4 separate regions of the Mus musculus genome follow, and regions 2, 3 and 4 are each linked to region 1. A link is a contact called in public Hi-C, HiChIP or PLAC-seq and promoter capture Hi-C data. All regions are on one chromosome and are shown on one strand. The core of a region is the stretch at or near the end of the contact, and the rest is flanking DNA. Distances in the headings are between cores, read along the strand shown.

Region 1 (4,539 bases), core at 770-3,269:
AGCCATGGTGTGGGGGGTGGTCGTGGTGTGTTGTACACAGGACACTCAACCTTGGTCTCTGAGGGAGTGGCCAATGCCCTCTCCAGATCCATAAAGATCTTTTAAAAGATCTTTCTTTCTCAAACTATATACAACACATTAGTGAAGGTACCGCAGAATCTCCTGGGGCTGCAGTTAAAGGTTATGAGCTGCCTGAGGTGGGTGCTGGGAACCGAACTCAGATGCCCTGCACACCTGCACCCAGATCCAGCTTTGCTGTTTTTGTTTTCCAAGACAGGGTTTCTCTGTGTAGCCTTCACTGTCCTGGAACTCACTTTGTAGACCAGGCTGGCCTCGAACTCAGAAATCCGCCTTCCTCTGCCTCCCAAGTGCTGGGATTAAAGGCATGCGCCACCAATGCCCGGCTTAAGATTTATTTTTATAAATCATGTCTGTGTCTGTATCTGGAGGGCTCTCTGATAATTTATAGGAAGTTGTAAGCTGCCTGATATTGGGGCTGTGAACTGAATCTGGGTCCTCTACAAGAATAATATATGCTCTTAGACATTGAACCATTTCTCCAGCCCTGAAGAATGAGATCTTAAAGCCAAGGAGACTGTCTGTAGTACAAGGTCCGAAGTGTAGTACAAAAGCAGCCCCGGGTCAACAGTGTGCGAGACGTTATCACGCTGGCAAGAACCAGAGCAGCGGTGAACAGGGATGGAGCCAGACTGCTAGATTTACTAAGAAAATGGGAGGACTGGAGGCTGTCGAATGATGACATGACAAAGATCGACAAGTACATTACTGAAGTGCTCTGAAAAGCTTGGCATGTATAGAACGTAGATAATATAGAACATAAACACATTTTTGATATTTTTCAAATCTTTCCTGTTTTTTGTTTGAAATTTATGTAGTCCAATCCTGCAACAGCCTCCCAAGTGCTGTCATTTACAGTGTGACCACAACACTGGACTTCATTTATTTTATAAATGAAAATAAAAGTGCAGCTTTTTTTTATCTGTATCGTATCATAACAAATCACCTACTTATGGCTTGTAAGTATTTTGCAAACAGATTTGTTGTTTTGTGGTTTTCAAGACAGGGTCTCAATATATTCAGCTGGCTGTCCTGGAACTCTGTAGATCAAGCTGGCCTTGAACTCAAAAGATATCTGCCTACCTCTACCTCTCTAGCGCTGGGATTAAAAGCATGCACGACTAGGTCCAGCCTCCAACAGATTTTGAAAATTATTTTTCTATGTTATTATGGTAAGAGAACCACATAATCATAGTGGAATTTACATAGAATATTAACGACAGTCAATTTTTAACACATTGTTAAACTCAGAACGCTTGGAAGAGTCTTCCAAACCGTCCCCAAAACTGCGACCGAAATCATCTTTATAAAATAAAAGTGGCAAAAAAAAAAAAAAAAAAAAAAAAAAAGCGGTGTGACTTAAGTAAAAACCTGAACTTAGAATTTGGGTTCCTATCCGTTCTCTACTATTTAAAGACACCGGAAACACATTCTGCCCCAGGATGCCTTCAGCACATTCGCTTATTCTTCAGCAACCCTTTGGAAAAGAAAAAAAAAAAAAAAAAAAAAAAAAAAAAACCAAAAAAAAAAAAAAAACCCTGTAGGCATACGTGTGCCTCAGCTCCATAAAGAAGTCAGCGGACAACTAATTGGAATCGATTCTATTGCCACCAGAGAGGTCGCAAATTTCAGGTCGTCAGGACTGGGAGCAGGCGTCCCTACCGGATCCACCTCCCCATCCCTTTAATTCTAAGAGTCTAATTCTAATTTAATTCACCAACGCTTTAATTCTAAGAGTCACAGTCGAACTTTACACAGCACTCTCCGGCCAGTTCACCTAGTAACCCGGTCATCTGCAGACAAACTAGCGCCCAAGCGCGACCCGGAAGGAGAACCTGCCCTTCCGCCTCCTAGTCGCCAATCACCGCTTTACTCCCCTTTTCGCAGCCGGGGTGAGTCCCACCCTCAGGGAGCCGCCTCGGCTGTAGCAGGGGAGGAGGCGGCGCGTGCGCAGTGGTGCCGGTGGCCCTTCCGGTGCGCCGGACGCAGCTAGGCTGTACAGACGCGGGCACGCACACCAGCACGCACGCCCTCCTCTCGTGCGGCCGCGGTCGTTCCCGCGTCCACCAGCAGCGCTGTCGCTTCGGCAGAAATGCTGCGGGCCTGTCAGTTATCCGGCGTGACCGTCGCGGCCCAGGTGAGCGTGGGGTCTCTCCGAAGGGGCGCGTGGTCACGCTGACTGCGGACTGCCAACGGACAACGTGAGAGGCATCCATGATGCGCACCCCCCCCAGGCAGAGCCACCCCTAGTGCGGGGAACCGAGGCAGTCCTCTAGGGCGGCCGCTGGACTGGAATGACTCGAGGGTTATTGCTGAAGAAGCGGGCTGGGGTGTGGAGCGCGGGGAGGCGGGTGTGCCGCTGAGGCGTGGCTTCAGGGACCTGGTATCCAATCAGTACCTCCTTATCTCAGTCTCGGACCAATCCTGGCTGCTGGCGTCTGGGCCGCCGGTTGGGCACGTGATAGGTTTCCAATCGTGAAGGTCGGCGCGGGAGAACTACAGTTCCCAGCAGGGATTGCTTCTCAGGGCTTGTTGCATCTTTAATAAGCAGGTTCCTGGACTGGTGGAGAGCCTAGGGGTCAAAGTTGCTGTTAATCTGGGAGTGGGTTCCTTTTGTTTCCGTAGCCGAGAGCGCCTTTGAGCTAGTCTTATAGTAAAAGGTGAAAGATTTTTCATTTCTCGAGCTTAAACTTCTGGTGCTGAAGGAGGACAGAAGTCATGACCTTGTGCTTATTTCTGAGATTAGCTTGGGGATCAGTGTCTCTAAGCACTGGAACCATGTCTGACATTCAGGTATCTTAGGCGCCCTGTTTTGTCTCTCTTTAATTTTTCATAACTGTCAGTATAACTTTCTACAGTTGAAAATAAAAACCCCATTTCCATTACTCAGAAGTTTTAGAAAACTAACACTTGAAAGGTTATGAGGAACATGCTGCAACTTGAGCAGTAATTGGATAAAGTTTCGAGACAGGGTCATCCTGAGATGATTGAAGTTAAGCAGTTTTGTTCTTTATTTTTGCTTTACTGTTTGTCCTTCAGCCTCTTGCATAGGGAAGTGAGCCCCGTATTAGTTTTCTGTTGGTATTTATCCAACAGCACACATTAAGCAGCCTGTAACTACACCCTCATTGATTATCTTCCAGTTTTTGTAGTAGTCTGGACATTAGTGTTGTGGAGTCTCAGCTTAGAGTCATGCAAGGCTTTGTTGAGAAGTATTAGCTGTGCTTTGATTCTCATTTGTAGATAGTACTTTTTACTTCCTCCAAATTCATAATTAGCTAAATCCAGCCCCTTCAGGTGTTGCACTAAAGTCCATGTTCTCTCCTGTGTCTTGCAGGTGGCTGCTCTCAGCTTTTAGAACCTTCTAACAATTTCTTGCCACAAGGCACTTACAGGCCATTCCTAACACCAAACACGAAACACAACACATTTAGTATTACCATGTGCTTCTTTCTGTCTTTACTTCAACATCTCTTCTCTCATTGATTTATTTACTAGACTAGCCCTACCTGAGTAACTTCCCTAATTCAGATTTCTTTTTGGGGAGCTCAGTTAGAGACTAAAACATGAATGGTATTCTAGCTCTCAACAAACATTTTAAAGTTCCCTGAAGTCACTGTCAACAAATTCATAGGTTTATTGTCATTACCTCTTCATTCATTCTGTAGCATTTGATATTGCTGCTTATTTGTGTGTGTGTCTATCTGTCTGTCTGAGAGAGAGAGAGTGAGAGAGAGTGTGTGTGTGTGTGAATGAATGAATATGTGTACATGTACACACCTATGGAGGCCAGAAGAGGATACTGTATCCCCCAGTGCTAAGGTTAATCAGTGGTTGTAGACTCCCTGACACTGATACTGAACTCAGGTCCTCTGGAAGAACATTAAATATAAGTGAGCTTTTCCATTTATGGCCCTGTTCCTGTGTAATGACTTGGGAGGCTTATTATTCATGAATAAATGCCTAGGTCTTAAGCAGGGCTTGTCCCCTGACTAGTTAGTATCTTATATGTCTCATTTATACTATTCTATGTCTGCGGCCTGGCTGGTTACCTCTCCTCGGTTTCATACCCAGTCCAGGTTGTGAATCTTCTGTGATTATTTTCCTGAGTGTTCTCATTCTCTCTCTTTCTTTCTTTCTTTCTTTCTTTCTTTCTTTCTCTCTCTCTCTCTTTCTCCCACCTCCCTTCCTCCCCTTCTGTCTCTCCCTCTCTCCCCTTCTTCCTCCTCTCAATTTTGCATTTATGTTTTTACATTCAATTTTGTTTTGTTTTTTCCAGAGCTGAGGACTGAACCCAGGGCCTTGTGCTTGCTAGGCAAGTGCTCTACCACTGAGCTAAATCCCCAACCCCTCAAATTTGTTTTTTATCAACTTACCAAATGATTCCAGTTTTTGGCAAATTTCATCTGCTTTCATGTCTTGCCTTTTTACCTTTCTCTTCAAATAAGTTCTTTAATTGCT
Region 2 (4,539 bases), core at 1,227-3,726, 550 kb after region 1:
TCTAATCCCTGTGCTAAACCAGACGCACAGAAAGTGTGAGGTCTGGTGCCCCTGATGACTGGCTAAAGAGTACTAGCCACTGGATGCCAACTCTGCTTGTGTTCAAAGGAGAAAGGCCCGTGACTACAAGCACAAGTTCTGCCAGACAAATGATTCTGAGGATTATTTTAGGCTGAGCATAGGCCTATGAACCTACCTAATCCCAGTACTCAGTAGGCAGAGTTCGAGGCCAATCACGTCTATATAGTATCTAGTCGGACCTTGTCTAAAAAAATTTATTCTATATCTGGACATGGTGTCAAATACTTGTAATCCTAGCACTTGGGAGGCAGAGGCAGGAGCATTGCTGCAACTTCAAGGCCAGCTTTGTTTACTTAGGTCATTTAAGGGCAGGGTATATAGCAAGACTGCCTCAAAAAAATAGTTAACTCCATTCAGGCACTGTGGCTCAGCGACATCGTGAGTTCTGCATCAATCTGATCTACATGAGACCTTGTCCCCCAAAACCAAACAAGCAGGCTAAATAATTTTTAGTTATTTATGGTGGGGCTGGAGAGGTGGCTCAGCATTTAAGAGCACTTGCTGCTTTTCTAGAAGATCTGGGTTCCTAGCACCCACTTGGCGGCTCACGGGTGCCTAAAATTCCAGTACAAGGTGAAATTCCCTCTTCTGGCCTCCACAGGCACTGCACACACATGGTACCCCGCACACATACATGCAGGGGAAAATTCATACACATGAATAAAATCTTTTAAAATGATCTATGGTGCTAGGAAGATGCCTCCATAAATAAATCCCCTGTTGCACAAGTTTGGGGACCAGAGTCTGACTCCCTAGCACCCACATAAAAGCCAGGCAGTCTGCCTGTAATCCTAGGGGCAGGAAGAAGGGGCCGGTCCCAAGGACAAGCTGGCAGCTAGACGAGACAAACTGGTGAGCTCCAGGTTGAACCAGAGATCCCGTCTCCAAAAATAAAGTGGAAAGCTGTTTAATAAGACACCTGACATCAGCCTCTGACTTCCACATGTATCTAAACAGGCATGTGCCCAGACACGTGAACAAGCGTGCATACCACACATGCAAAAAAATATTGCTCATTTCCATCTCTCATTTTCATCTCCTCCATCACTGTTTTGTGCTATTCCAATGGCAAAAAAGAATTTTTTTCTTAAATCATTTTGACTGAATGAGTCCCAGTGAAGAAAAGGGAAAGGAAAGGGAAATCAGTTGGGGGTGGGGGTATATATGGTAGTCAGAGGGATGGGATGCAGGAGGAAAGAGCTGGAGACAGAAAGGGGGACAAGGGAAGAAGAGATAGATGATGGAGCTGGAGACAGGCTGAAGGGATAAAATTAATGCATCCCCCAGACTCTGAACCCCCAAGGTTCTCCTGAACAGCCAGATAACCTAACCTGGCGCAGCCTTCTTTTCAGAACTTCTCCTCAAGAGCTGAGAGCCAGTTGAAAGACCATCTCTGCCCTGTACTCTCGGAAGTGGGCTCTCAGCTCCAGCCCATTCTCAGAGCCTCCCTCGGTTTCCTGGTGTGGCCTCAAAGCTTAGGGCTACCTTCCTGCCACACTTCCCTTTCCTGCCTCCAGTTCCCTAGAGATGAGGCCATCCAGGCATTGCCACCCCTAGCCAGGCCACATCCATCCCATCTTAGAGTACTAAACTTGCTTCCAGTCTGGCCACCTTCCCAGGAGCCCTGGAAGGTGGGATCCAGGCATCAGTGGTCCCTGACACTTTTGTCTTGGAAATGGCAAGTCTGCAGCAGGAGTGAATGTAGGTGACTCAACTCATGATTATGTTACTAGGTAGAGGTTAGGAAAGAGTCAGCAGGCTGGGTCACAGGGATAACTTCATGGAACTTTTATAGTAAACAACTTATTTTCTCTTTTCCCCCAGGGAAGTGTTTATCTGTCAGCACGTCAGCACGGGGCCTCTACCAGGCATCTGCTCAGGTTTCCAACCCTTGGGCCAGCTCTGGCTCCTCTTAGCCTGGGGAAGAGCTGGAGAGGTCATCGCATTACCTACCACTTCTCAGCAAAGGGTTCTGAGTGCCTGGCAGCAGCGACCATAAACATCTTCTTTAACCTCTCAAGGACCCACCAAGGTAAGTATTGCTGCCCCTACTTCACTGCGCGGAAAAGGAGGCTCGTGGAGGTTAAGTAACTTGCCCGGTATTGCCGGGAGCTGATAACTGCTCCAGGAGCGTGGGAAGCTGTAGCACCGCTCACTCTGCCCCGACGGGGCGCACTCCGAAGTCTCCCTCCCCGGTTGCCTGCAAAGTTGGGGACTAGTCCGTGCGACCAGCGTGACCTATGCCCCTGGGGTTCAGAATCCTGCTTTTTGCCCCTGCACAATCGCCCTCTGCCCCTGCCCGTCTCACCATTGCCTCCGCAGCCGCCGCCGCTGCCTGCTCGCCGGCTCCGATTCCTCTGCCCCGAGCGGCCTCAGTGCCCGCGGCCCGGGAGGAAGCCGTGGGGCGGGGCGGGCCCGCAGCCCAAGAGGGAGGGGGGCGCGCCTTCTCAGAGGTGCCCGTCCCGGGCAAACCGAAAGCGGTGACAGGACCCGTGGGGCGCCTCCTACCGGGCCACAGGCGTCCGATTTCCGATGACACCCCAGCCTGGTGAATTGGGGACCGATGTCTCTTGGATCTGGGGCTGCATCAGGAGTTAGCCCAGGAGGCGTCATTCCGTCATGCAAAAAGCATCTGTGGGAGCTATGTGCTGGAGCTGACATGAACAAGCCAGAAGTATTTGCCACCTTGGTGAGTGCGTCTCACCCGAAATTAAAAACACACCAACCACTCCAAAGTTCTGATTATTTACAGACGGAACAGGCAGTATTCTGAATACATTGTATGTCACCGAGTTATACCCTTAAAAATGGTAAGCTAGGGCTGGTGAGATGGCTCAGTGGGTAAGAGCACCCGACTGCTCTTCCGAAGGTCCGGAGTTCAAATCCCAGCAACCACATGGTGGCTCACAACCATCTGTAACAAGATCTGACGCCCTCTTCTGGAGTGTCTGAAGACAGCTACAGTGTACTTACATATAATAAATAAATAAATCTTTTTAAAAAATGGACTCGCGTTGTGGAAAGAACCAACTCCTGCAAGTTGGCCTCTGATCTCCATACATTGGGGGAGGAAGATTTTTAAAATGCTAAAGTGTTGCAGACATTTCTGTGAGCTAAAAGTCTCAATGGTGTGTGGATGGATCTCAAGTTTTGAACCAACAAGAGGCAGAAGAGGCAAAGGAGAAGATGGGAGCCAGCTTCCAAAGTGGTACTCAAGCAGAGACCATCTCTTTTGGATAAGAATAAAATACAAACTACACAGACTGTCTTGAAGAGTTTCACAGCATGAGTTTAGGACAGAGTTGCAAGCTGCTGCAAGGAAAACAAACAGGTGTTGCCCAGCCTGAGAACACACACTTTCTCTTAGATTCCTGGTGTGGGCCTTGCGGGATGGTCCTCTAACAGGTGAGGAAGATGGAGTTCTTGACGAAGAGAGATGCCGAGGAAACTGCGGCTTTTCTTGCAGAACTGGGAACTGAGAAGTCCTTTCCTTAATCTCATTGGCCCGTCCCAGCCTCAGGCCAACTTCAAGGTTAAAATGAGGTTGTTTGTAAAGAACTGTGCAAAAGGTGCAGAAAGCCTGAAGACTTGTAAAGGATACGCTGTGCTCTGAATTCCACAAAAAGCTCACGGAGGAATATATTAAGTGGTGCTGTTTTATGTGCTTAATCGAAGGCTAAAATGTGAGACCGCAGAGACGGCTCAGCAGTTAAGAGTCCTGGCTGCCCCTCCAGAGGACTGAGGTTTAATTGTCAGCACCTACATGCCAGCTCACTACATGCCAGCTCACTACATGCCAGCTCACTACATGCCAGCTCACTGCGGTCTGTTAACTCCAGCTCCGGGGGATCCGATGCCCTGTTCTGGCCTCCAAGGACACGTGTCACACATGGTCACAGTCACACATGCAGAGGAAGCATCTTTACACATAAAATAAAAATAATTTAAAGAACAAAGAGTTTTTAAAAAGACTTTAGTTTTAAGGCAAAAACTCAATTGTAAATGGATGCTGGGGATGGGCTTGCCTGTTTTGCCCCAAGCCCTGGGTTTGATGTCCCGCATCATACAAACCAGACTTGGTGGTAGATGGCAGCATCGGCGAGCCAGCAGCAGAAGGGTCAAGGTTCACAGCCATGGCCTGCTGTCTAATGAATGTGAGCAGTTACTACATGAGAGCCTGCCCGAAGACAAAATAAAACAAAACCAAACAGAAAACTGAGCTGGCTCTGTAGCTATGGTTGTGATCCTAACACTTAAGAGGATGAGGCAGGAGGATTGACTGAGTTTGAGACCAGCCTGGGTCATATATAGTAAATTCCAGGACAGCTTAACCTAGGCTTCAAGGCTACAAAGTAAGACTTTGTCTATTAAAAGAAAGAAAGAAAGAAAGAAAGAAAGAAAGAAAGAAAGAAAGAAAGAAAGAAAGAAAGGAAGAAAGGAAGAAAGAGAAAAGAGAAG
Region 3 (4,539 bases), core at 533-3,032, 530 kb after region 1:
AAAGACGCCAGGCTTAGGCAAGGCTGGGTCTGAATACTCATGGATAGGACCATGCAGAGAGCAGCTGTCACGGGGTCTCTTTTCAGGCTTCTAACATTAACAATGCTGAGACCTTTGCCCTCACCACACTGACTTGGAAGGGAGCCCAAGTGAGGGGGGCGTTCAGAGGCCTAGCCAAGCCTGCTGAGGAGTGGGGAGTGTGCAGCAGGGGTGGGGTGACCAGACCTTGTCTTTCTTGTGCTCTTCATAGCTGTCATCATCAGTGGGCAGCTCATGGCGGCACAGAGGGCAGGAATTTGTCTAGAGAAATCAAGAGCGGTATTCCGGTCCTTTCCTGCTCCTGCCTTCCAGCCCTGCTCTCTCCCTTGATTTCACCCCAGTCCATTACCAAAAAAAAAAAAAAAAAAAAAGCCGCTTAGGAACTGGCGGGAACTGGTGTTGGGGCCGGGAAGGGATGGACCGAGTACCTTACTTAGCCAGGGCAGAATGCAGTTGGAATGGAAGAGATGATGGCAGGGCATCTCAATCACAGTCTCCTCCGCCTCAAATTCCAAAAGGCACACGGGGCACTTGAGATCTTGAAGAGGAAGTGTCGATCAGGAGAGCAGTTAAGGCCCAACCCAACCTCCCACTCAGACACAGGCTTGGCCTAGAACACTAACAGGCCAGATTGTTGGTGGCTAGGGGGAGTCGGCAGGCAGGCAGGTCTGGCTTATCTGCCCTAAACAGAAAAAAAAAACAAAAAAGGCCTTGTGTCCTCACCAGCCTTGGCGCTACTGATGACTGTTCTAGGGAGGCTCTCCACCACAGCCTTGGCAGCTGGTGGGGGAAGGTGGTGTTCCCAATCTACCAATCCCAGGTCCTCAAAGTCCATCCTATTAAAGAGTGATCTGAGGGAGAAAGTATAAATCAGAACTAAGGAAATCATCTAGTTCCGGCCCCCATAATCCACTGGGAAATACCTGTCCTGGCTAAAATAGTAATAATAACGAATAGTGCACAAGAGCTCCTCAGTAGGGTGGGAGCCAGAGGTGGTGGCCCATGCATTTAGTCACAACACTTGGGAGGCTGTGAGTTCGAGGCCAGTCAGGGATACATAGTGAGATTGTCTCTAAGCAAAACACACACACACGAAACAAACCCACCAGCACAGCTCTCAATCAACCCCGGCTCGCTTTTCCCTTTTTCTTTCTACCTCCCAAGTAGTTGGATTAAAGGTGTGCACTATCACTCCAGGCAACTTTCCCATTTTACTAGAAATAGCAGTCTCAAAGAAGTCGTTCAGGAATAAGCCAAAGTTGATTCCAGGACAGCAGTGAGTTTCTCTCCTTGCTTATTACTAGCAAAACACTACCCAGTTTACACACTTGGGCACAGGCCGTGTCCGCCCCCATGACAATCTTGTCCCGTGCCTCCCTTTGCTACACCCACCCTTTCTATCTTCGTCTTTCCCACGATCCCCTGGCGGGCCCTACTCATTAATAGCCCAAATTAACGACTCCGACTCGACTAATCGCGTCGCCCTGACTAACATTATTTACCCCACCTCCCAGGTTAACCCGCCCTCTCCGCCAAACCCCAACCCAGAAACCTGCCGCCCGGGGCCCAGCTCCAAGCCCCGCGCACTCTTCTCGCGAGTTCCAGCAACATATTGTTGCGGGCCTCACGCTCAGGGTTCAACGGCTCGCAGTCGTGCTCATCAAAATAAGACGCCATGGCTCCTGGGCTGCCGGGCTTGTCTGACACAGCTTTAGGTTGCCGCTGGAGAGCCGAATCCAGCGCTGGCCAATAAGCGATCGAATTTCAAGAGGAGAGCCAATCAGAGTGCTCCTGGGGTGGGCATAGTGACTCGCACACAGAGGCGGAAGTACCGATGCAGCCGCCTCTCGTTGGTTGGATAAGTCAGGTGACCAAAGACTAAAGCCAATGGGGTTGGAGAAAGAGGAAATTCCGGGGACTTTTCGGAGCCAGGATCTGAGGGCTCTCGCCGGTTTCTAGAAGTGCCAGTCCAAGCCGGAAGTATCTCTACTGTGTCTCCTTGGCTGAGTTTACCTGCATGTTCCACCTACTCCCTGAAAGGAAAATTCCCACGCATTGATTATGTTTTATGCATAAAAATGGGTGAAGGGCCTGGAGAGATGGCTCAGCGCACCCAAGTTTTAGTCCCAGCACCCACTGGATGGCGCACAACACTATTTCCAGAGGGTCTGATGCTCTGCGGGCACCAGGCAAATAAGTGACAGACAGACAGACATGCAGCAAGACACCCACTCGTATTATAAATAAATAAAGCAATCGATGGTGCATGTCTTTAAGTCTGGCACTCAGGAGGCAGAGCCAGGTGTTTTTCTGTGAGTGGGAGGCCAGCCAAGGCTAAAAAGTTGAGACCTTGTCTCAATCAATAAAAATAAAAATTAAAACAAATAAATATAAACAATAAAAGAAGGAAAATAGACAAAACCATGCATGATTAGGAGTTCAACTTGGGCAGTTTACTGTAATTCCAGCTCCAGGTAATGCCTCTTTGCTCCTCCTCCCCGGTACCTACATTCACCTGACAAAGCACACATAGTTATAAAATAAATTTTTTTGAAATTTTTGAAAAGGGGGGGAGTGACCGCCAGAGGATTGCAAACTTAAGACCAGCGTGGGCTACATAGTAAAATCCTGTCTTTAAAAAAATTCAAAGGAGAGGCATATTCAGGAAAAGAGCATTCCATAAATACCTGATTGTAATTGTCTAGTACTGTAGTGCGGCACCTCAGAGGGGCCTTAGAGTTCATGCTGAGCATCTGCTCTACCACTGACCTGGGTCTCAGAAGTAGCTTGCCCAAAGTGAGTGCTGCTGACCCACCTAGCAGGGCAAAGTGCTATCCCCCCATCTTTCTCAGAAGAGGAAGATGATAATAAACCCAAGGAAGGTAACAAGTGCTTAGAGCTCTCAAGGTGGCATACACCCATCGTCTCAGAATTTAAGAGGCCACTGGGCTTTTAGGGAAACACTGCCTCTAACAAACAAACAAACAAACAAACAGTATTGTCTTAAGCCCTGTATGTTTGTTATCTTTTTGTCAACTTGACATAAGCTAAGATCATCTGGGAAGAAGGACCCTCAAACCCTGAGAAAATGCCTCCATTCCATTGGCCTGTAGACTAGTCATTTTCTTGATTAATGACTGATATAGACGGGCCCAGCTCACAGTGGGAAGTAACACCCCAGGGCAGGTCCTGGGGTGTATAGGAAGCAGGATGAAAGAGCCGGTCAGCAGTGTTCTTCCATAGCCTCTGCTGCAGCTCTTGCCTCATGTTCTTGCCATGATTTTCCGTCCTGACTTACCTTCATGGTGGAGTATAATTTTAAGATGAAATAAACCCTCTCCTCCACAAGTTGCTTTTGGTCATGGTGTTTTAACACACAAAACAAAAAGGAAACCGAGTACCAGGACTGGGGTATTGCTGTGGACATATTATTCTTAGGAAGACCGGGAAGGATGACGAAGAGGAGCTGGGAAAGTTGTTCAAGTGCTTAGATCGAGCTGTCTTCAGGCGCACCAGAAGAGGGCATCAGATCCCATTTCTGATGGGTGTGAGCCACCGTGTGGTTGCTGAAATTGAACTCAGGACCTCTAGAAGAGCAATCAGTGCTCTTAACTGCTGAGCCATCTCTCTAACCCAAGTGCTTAGACCTTAATGAACTGTTGTGGGAACTTGGAAGATAATGCTGAGAGCACTGCAGATGACGGAGGCCTGGCTTAATGACGTTTCAGAGGGAAGCTTGTGAGTCCTTTAAAGACTCTGTTGGGGCTATTTATGAGATATATTTTCATTGAGAATCGGTGGCTCTGGGAAGCTGGTGCTAAAGAATCAGCCATGACTGCCAAAAGGCCAGTACCATTAAAAAGTGAAACCTTAGCTCTACTGGGACAATCCATGCTGGTTAGCTAGAGATGAGAAATCAGCAGTGATTAAGAAGATGGGGTCTGGAGAAATGGCTCAGAGGTCAAGAGCACTGATTCTTCTTCCTGAAGTCCTGAGTTCAATTCCCATCAAGCAGTTGGTGGCTCACACCCATCTGTATGGGATCTGATGCCCTCTTCTGGTGTGTCTGAAGTCAGCTACAGTGTACTCATATACATAAAATAAATAAAATCTTTAGAAGAAGAGACAAGCATCATTGAGGTGAAATCTGAGAGTATTTCCTCAGAGTTAGCACACAGAAGCTATGTCCCCAAGAGAGGGCCAAGGCTCCATCTCATGGTGGCAGCCAAACTTGGGAATGTGGAAGGGTCAACCCAAGTGGAACTGATTTTGAAGACTGAAGGGGTCGTGGGGAGTGGCTGAAGTTTGGTTCCATGTGGCAAGAGACTGGCAAGGTCAGAGTCCCTAAAGGGAGATGGAGAGGTCGTTGATGAAGATCACACGTGGAGATCCCATAGTATTGGAGATGCCAGGGCTGTGGAATGACTGCCCAGGGCAGCAGCAGCTGTGCATTGGAGTCCGTCTGAGCCTGGAAGATGAGCTATGTGGGCTGTGGACTGC
Region 4 (4,539 bases), core at 874-3,373, 510 kb after region 1:
CAAGATCTGCTCAGTGGTAGAACACTTAACTAGCACAGGCAAGATCTGCTCAGTGGTAGAACACTTAACTAGCACAGGCAAGATCTGCTCAGTGGTAGAACACTTAACTAGCACAGCCAAGATCTGCTCAGTGGTAGAACACTTAACTAGCACAGCCAAGATCTGCTCAGTGGTAGAACACTTAACTAGCACAGCCAAGATCTGCTCAGTGGTAGAACACTTAACTAGCACAGGCAAGATCTGCTCAGTGGTAGAACACTTAACTAGCACAGCCAAGATCTGCTCCAGCATCATAAATGGAGGACTGGAGGCTCTCCTCAAATCACAGGCACAAAACAAGCAAACACAAAACAAAACAAAATCACCGAAATGGGAACATTTGATCACTAAGATTGGGAGAGTTTGATCAGTTAGGTTAGGTTCTAGGACAGCCAGGGACCACACACACACACATCTCAAAAAGATGAGCTTTTCCATTTCCTTTAGTGACAACATTCAAAAAAAGGCCACTAATGAAATAAGTTGCAAACTAAGAGTAGGTCTATTACATATATAACCAATGAAAGATTAATTTATATATTACATAAAGGAATCCAGGCAAGTGAGATGGCTTAGTAAAGGTGCTTACCAGCAACCCAACTATCTGAGTTCAATCCCTGTGACACACAGGCTAGGAGAGAAAACGGACTCCCACAAGTTGCCCACTGACTTCCACACATACACCATGGTACATGCATACACATAAATAAATGCCAGGCATTGGTGGTGTACATTAATCCTAGCCCTTGAGTGAGTAGGCTAGGTGAAATCTCTGAGTTTGAGGCCTACCGACAAAGTTCCAAGACAGCCAGGGCTACTTAGTAAGAGCCTGCCTAAATAAGCAAATAAATAAATAAATAAATATCAAATGGGCAGGAAAAGTATCATGAAATATATCACAAGTACTAAGATAAGCTGAATATCCTTAAATCTACTATTAGTACAAGAACTGTATTGGTTCTGAGAGTTAATCCTAATGTGTTAACTCTAACTAAAGTTAACCCTAATGTGTTAGCTTGACACAGCTTCATGGATGCTGACAGAAGCCACATGATCACAGACTAAAACAAAGAGTCTACTACAGCAATAACAGTACCCTATTATATGACATCTTTGCCAGATCCTAGAGTTAAGTCCCATAATAGAATAGAAAAAGAACCAGTGCTCATAGTGGGTTGCCTTACAGAAGATCCCTGCCCTTAAAGAAGATTATATCTTCTTGTGACCTTACTCCCTACCTATTGCTCTATGGAATAATACTATCTGTCTCCCAAGGCTGGTCATTACATCAGCATCCTTTACAAGACAACATGGAACAACCCCCATGCAAAACCCAGGAGAAGCATTAGTGTCTCCAAACTATTCAACTAGTACAAAGTCAATACTTGAGTTGAGTGCACTGGGACTCAACTAATGGTCTTATTCCAAAAATTACAACATGACTCTGACTCTTAGGAATTTGTGGGGGGTGGGGGGGAACGGAGAAGGGTCCATCTGTACAGTCGTCAGTAGAGCACCTGACCCACGTAGGCTATACGTGAATAGGGAGATGCTGTGATGTATTATGACAGGCAATCCAGCCTGCTGGATTCAAGCCTGGTCAGGGAGGCAGAAGAAAGGAAAAGTAAAAAGCAGACAAAAACTGGGCATCTCAGACTTCAAGAAGGGGAAGCAAGAGTCTAAGGCCATCTCTGGTTACAACTTCAAGTTCCTGAGACCCGTCTTTAAAAATATAGGAGGAGAAAGAAGAAAGCAGGCGAAGGAAGAGGACGCGCCCGGCCCGGCCCCGCGCACCTCGCACCTCCCGCTCGGGCTCCGAGTCTTCATCGGCCTCGCGCTCACGCTTCACCCGCACGACCGGGAGCGCGGGCGCCGGGACCTCTCGCGCAGCCGGCTCGGCCTCCCGCTTCACGCGGACCGGGCTACCCCGGGAGCTCGCCGCCTCGGGCTCCTTCTCACGGTCTCGCTCCTTCTTGATGCGACCCGAGCTGCCACGAGACTCGGACTCACGCTTCCCGCGGGTGGAACCATGGGACTGCCGCTTGGACCGGCTAGACATCGCCACCACCAGTTAGGAGCTTCCGCGCCGGCGCCGAGCACGGGCAGCAAGCAGCCAATCAGAAGTCGAGATGGCCTCATAGAAACGCAGCGCGCTACGAGTCGCTGTGAGGGACAATACAGGCTTATAAAACGTTATAAGCGCTGCTGGCCCAACCGAGATAGTTTCGAACATATTGTGTCCTTGTCCAACATCTCTTCACGGCTTAAATAGGAACCTTTCACAGGCTACTTTCATTTTAGGGAAAAGGAAGCTAGCACTCCACCCGAGATAGCTTCAGGACAATTTGTGTCTCGAAACGACGATCCAGAGATGTCCCCTGATCAGGGACTGATGACCTACACAGGAAAAGGAGTCAGTATTCCCAAATTAACTCCTTCATTCAGGCTTGTACCTGGGAACTTCAATTAGTATCATATTTAAAGGGCTCTTGAAATGAGTTTGCAAATACTCTGCTAAGGCGCATTTATTGTTTAGCTAATAAAACTTCAAATTCAGCCTTACCACTGAGTCATGCCTTAGTCCCTGCCTATTTGAACAGTTCCATCGAAGTATAATTGATATACAAGATAGTACACGTTTGATGTGTCTAATTTGCTAAATTGCGATGTATGAACACTTACAGATTCAAGAGAAGAAACTTGTCTCACCCCAGAAATGTCCTGTGCCCACGTGGAATCCCACCCAAACCACAATAGTGACTACATTTCCTAGAATTTTATGTTCAAGTATGAGTCGGTGTTTCCTCTTTCTGACCAGGTCTCATTCACGTCTAGGGTAAGGCAGTCTGTTCCTTTACTTTCAATATAACAATTCCATCAAGCAGATGCACTTGATTCTGTCACTGCTCTAATAAGTTTCTGATGTTTACATTTTAAACTGAAAACTTGGAAAGCTATACTCTCAGGATCAGGCAAAACAAATCCCAAAGTTTAAGGCCAACTGAGCTACATAGTTAATTCAAGACTATCCTAGGCTACATGCCAGAAGGAAAGAAACAAGAGAAGGCTATGCACTATTAGACCCTCAAAAGCCTTGGTTCCTCTCATGGTCAGTTAAGCAAGTGGTCTGGACACCAGCAGTGCAGCTCCAATGTGGCTGAAATAGGGACTGGGTATGGGTGGGGAAAACTTACCTACGTGAGCACTTGTCTGCCTCATTGCCTATCAGAGACAGATGTTTTTAGTATGTCCACTAATAAGCAAACAAACGGAGGAGATTGGCTCAATTGGTGAGAAAGCTTACTGTCCAAGCATGAGTCCAAAACTCCAGCACCCGTGGAAAAAGCTGACAGTGGGCTCATGCCTATAGTCCTAGCCATGTGGGAAATGGAGACAGGAGGACCACTAGGGCTTGGTGGCTGTCAGCTGAATTACAGGTTAAGTGAGAGGCCCTATCTCAAAGGAACAGGTAGAGAATACAGACAAGAGCACCCAGTGTCGTCCTCTTGCCTATACACACACACTACAAAAACAAAATTAAGGAAACCTAGGCACATTTAGATTAAAGAGTCAACCAAGTGGCATATATTAACATGTCTTCTTTAATTCTGCCATAAAGAAATGTCATTTGTAGGGAAATGGTGAACCTAAAGATGTTAAGCGAATTCAGTATAATTTAGAAAGAGTAATCACCAATATTGCATGTTTTTCCCATATGTAGGACCTAGATTTTAAGTGTGTATGTGTGTGTGTGTGTGTGTGTGTGTGTGTGTGTGTGTGTAAGAGGGGAGAGAAGGGGAGAGAACTATAGGAGGCAAGGAGGGGGTCTAAAAGAAGATGGAGCAGAGGTGATGGAGATGACAAAATATTTCTCATGAGCAGAATCTAGCTTTAAAGACAGGAGCAAAGTAGATACACACAACACATAGACACACGCATATGATCTCATAGTGAAGTTTATTATACTAAAGGGCTAGGAAAAGAAAGTCAACATCTCTAGACTAATAGAATGCATTTTCAGTATTCGTGGATGACTCGAATTTTTAAAAATAATTTCCTGGTATTAGCTATATATACTCCTTCTTTCGTTCAGGTGATACCACAAAGTAAGAGGACCTCCAGCTCTACGGGCGCTCACAGATGAAGGTTCTCAAATTTCGAAAGCATCTCTGCTCCGCTGCGCCTGGCCCTACGCAACCGGAAAAAGGGCATCGGAGCCGGAAGCCGAGGTCGGCGGCCGGAAGTCATGGTCCGCAGCCGAAGGCCCTAATTCCGCGGCAGTTGTGGCGGTTACGGCGGTTCTGTACCCAGCATACGAATGGAGGCGGCCCAGGATCACGGGCCGGGGTTGTGCTGCAAGCCCGGCGGGCGTCTGGACATGAGCCACGGCTTCGTACACCACATCCGTCGGAACCAGCTCGATCGGTACCGCCCCGCCCCAGGCCCGGCCCGGCCCGATTCGGCCGGGTGACAGCGCCTGACTCCCGCTCGGCTCCCCGC

The links. Promoter capture Hi-C pulls out the DNA fragments that hold promoters and counts their contacts. Hi-C and Micro-C count contacts between places; a contact is called where the count stands out from the background. HiChIP or PLAC-seq counts read pairs in DNA pulled down with a chosen protein or histone mark.
Region 2: a contact with region 1 is called in an H3K4me3 HiChIP or PLAC-seq map of bone marrow-derived macrophages, with 7 times the contacts expected there. The contact joins the promoter of Vamp5 here to the promoter of Immt in region 1. A contact is called at or near these places in 6 of 39 promoter capture datasets (the C10 cell line, hippocampal neurons, liver and 2 more), 1 of 484 Hi-C or Micro-C datasets (CD4 T cells), 3 of 115 datasets of contacts at active chromatin or transcription factors (astrocytes, bone marrow-derived macrophages and pancreatic cancer cells) and 2 of 9 other capture datasets (liver and macrophages).
Region 3: a contact with region 1 is called in a Hi-C map of natural killer cells, with 5 times the contacts expected there. The contact joins the promoter of Rnf181 here to the promoter of Immt in region 1. A contact is called at or near these places in 8 of 39 promoter capture datasets (the C10 cell line, the HPC-7 cell line, cranial neural crest and 4 more), 2 of 484 Hi-C or Micro-C datasets (CD4 T cells and natural killer cells), 6 of 115 datasets of contacts at active chromatin or transcription factors (bone marrow-derived macrophages, embryonic midbrain, embryonic stem cells and 3 more) and 4 of 9 other capture datasets (adipose tissue, liver, macrophages and 1 more).
Region 4: a contact with region 1 is called in a promoter capture Hi-C map of pre-B cells. The contact joins the promoter of Usp39 here to the promoter of Immt in region 1. A contact is called at or near these places in 18 of 39 promoter capture datasets (the 3T3-L1 cell line, 3T3-L1-derived adipocytes, the C10 cell line and 13 more), 5 of 484 Hi-C or Micro-C datasets (B cells, CD4 T cells, natural killer cells and 2 more), 12 of 115 datasets of contacts at active chromatin or transcription factors (the NIH/3T3 cell line, astrocytes, bone marrow-derived macrophages and 8 more) and 4 of 9 other capture datasets (adipose tissue, liver, macrophages and 1 more).

Annotation. Positions count from the first base shown.
Region 1 is chr6:71,829,301-71,833,839 of GRCm38.p6, forward strand. It overlaps Immt (inner membrane protein, mitochondrial), which reads left to right and starts at 2,020. Exons shown (of 15, transcript NM_001253681.1): 1 at 2,020-2,215. The coding sequence starts at 2,171.
Region 2 is chr6:72,377,992-72,382,530 of GRCm38.p6, forward strand. It overlaps Vamp5 (vesicle-associated membrane protein 5), which reads right to left and starts at 2,477. Exons shown (of 3, transcript NM_016872.4): 1 at 2,390-2,477. The coding sequence starts at 2,392. Gm52494 (a long non-coding RNA gene) reads left to right here and starts at 1,291. Exons shown (of 3, transcript XR_003956310.1): 1 at 1,291-1,782; 2 at 1,906-2,113.
Region 3 is chr6:72,360,650-72,365,188 of GRCm38.p6, forward strand. Rnf181 (ring finger protein 181) reads right to left here and starts at 1,783. Exons shown (of 5, transcript NM_025607.4): 1 at 1,592-1,783; 2 at 763-890; 3 at 468-577; 4 at 226-300. The coding sequence starts at 1,716.
Region 4 is chr6:72,343,052-72,347,590 of GRCm38.p6, forward strand. It overlaps Usp39 (ubiquitin specific peptidase 39), which reads right to left and starts at 2,124. Exons shown (of 13, transcript NM_138592.4): 1 at 1,834-2,124. The coding sequence starts at 2,098. 0610030E20Rik (RIKEN cDNA 0610030E20 gene) reads left to right here and starts at 4,266. Exons shown (of 4, transcript NM_026696.1): 1 at 4,266-4,464. The coding sequence starts at 4,358.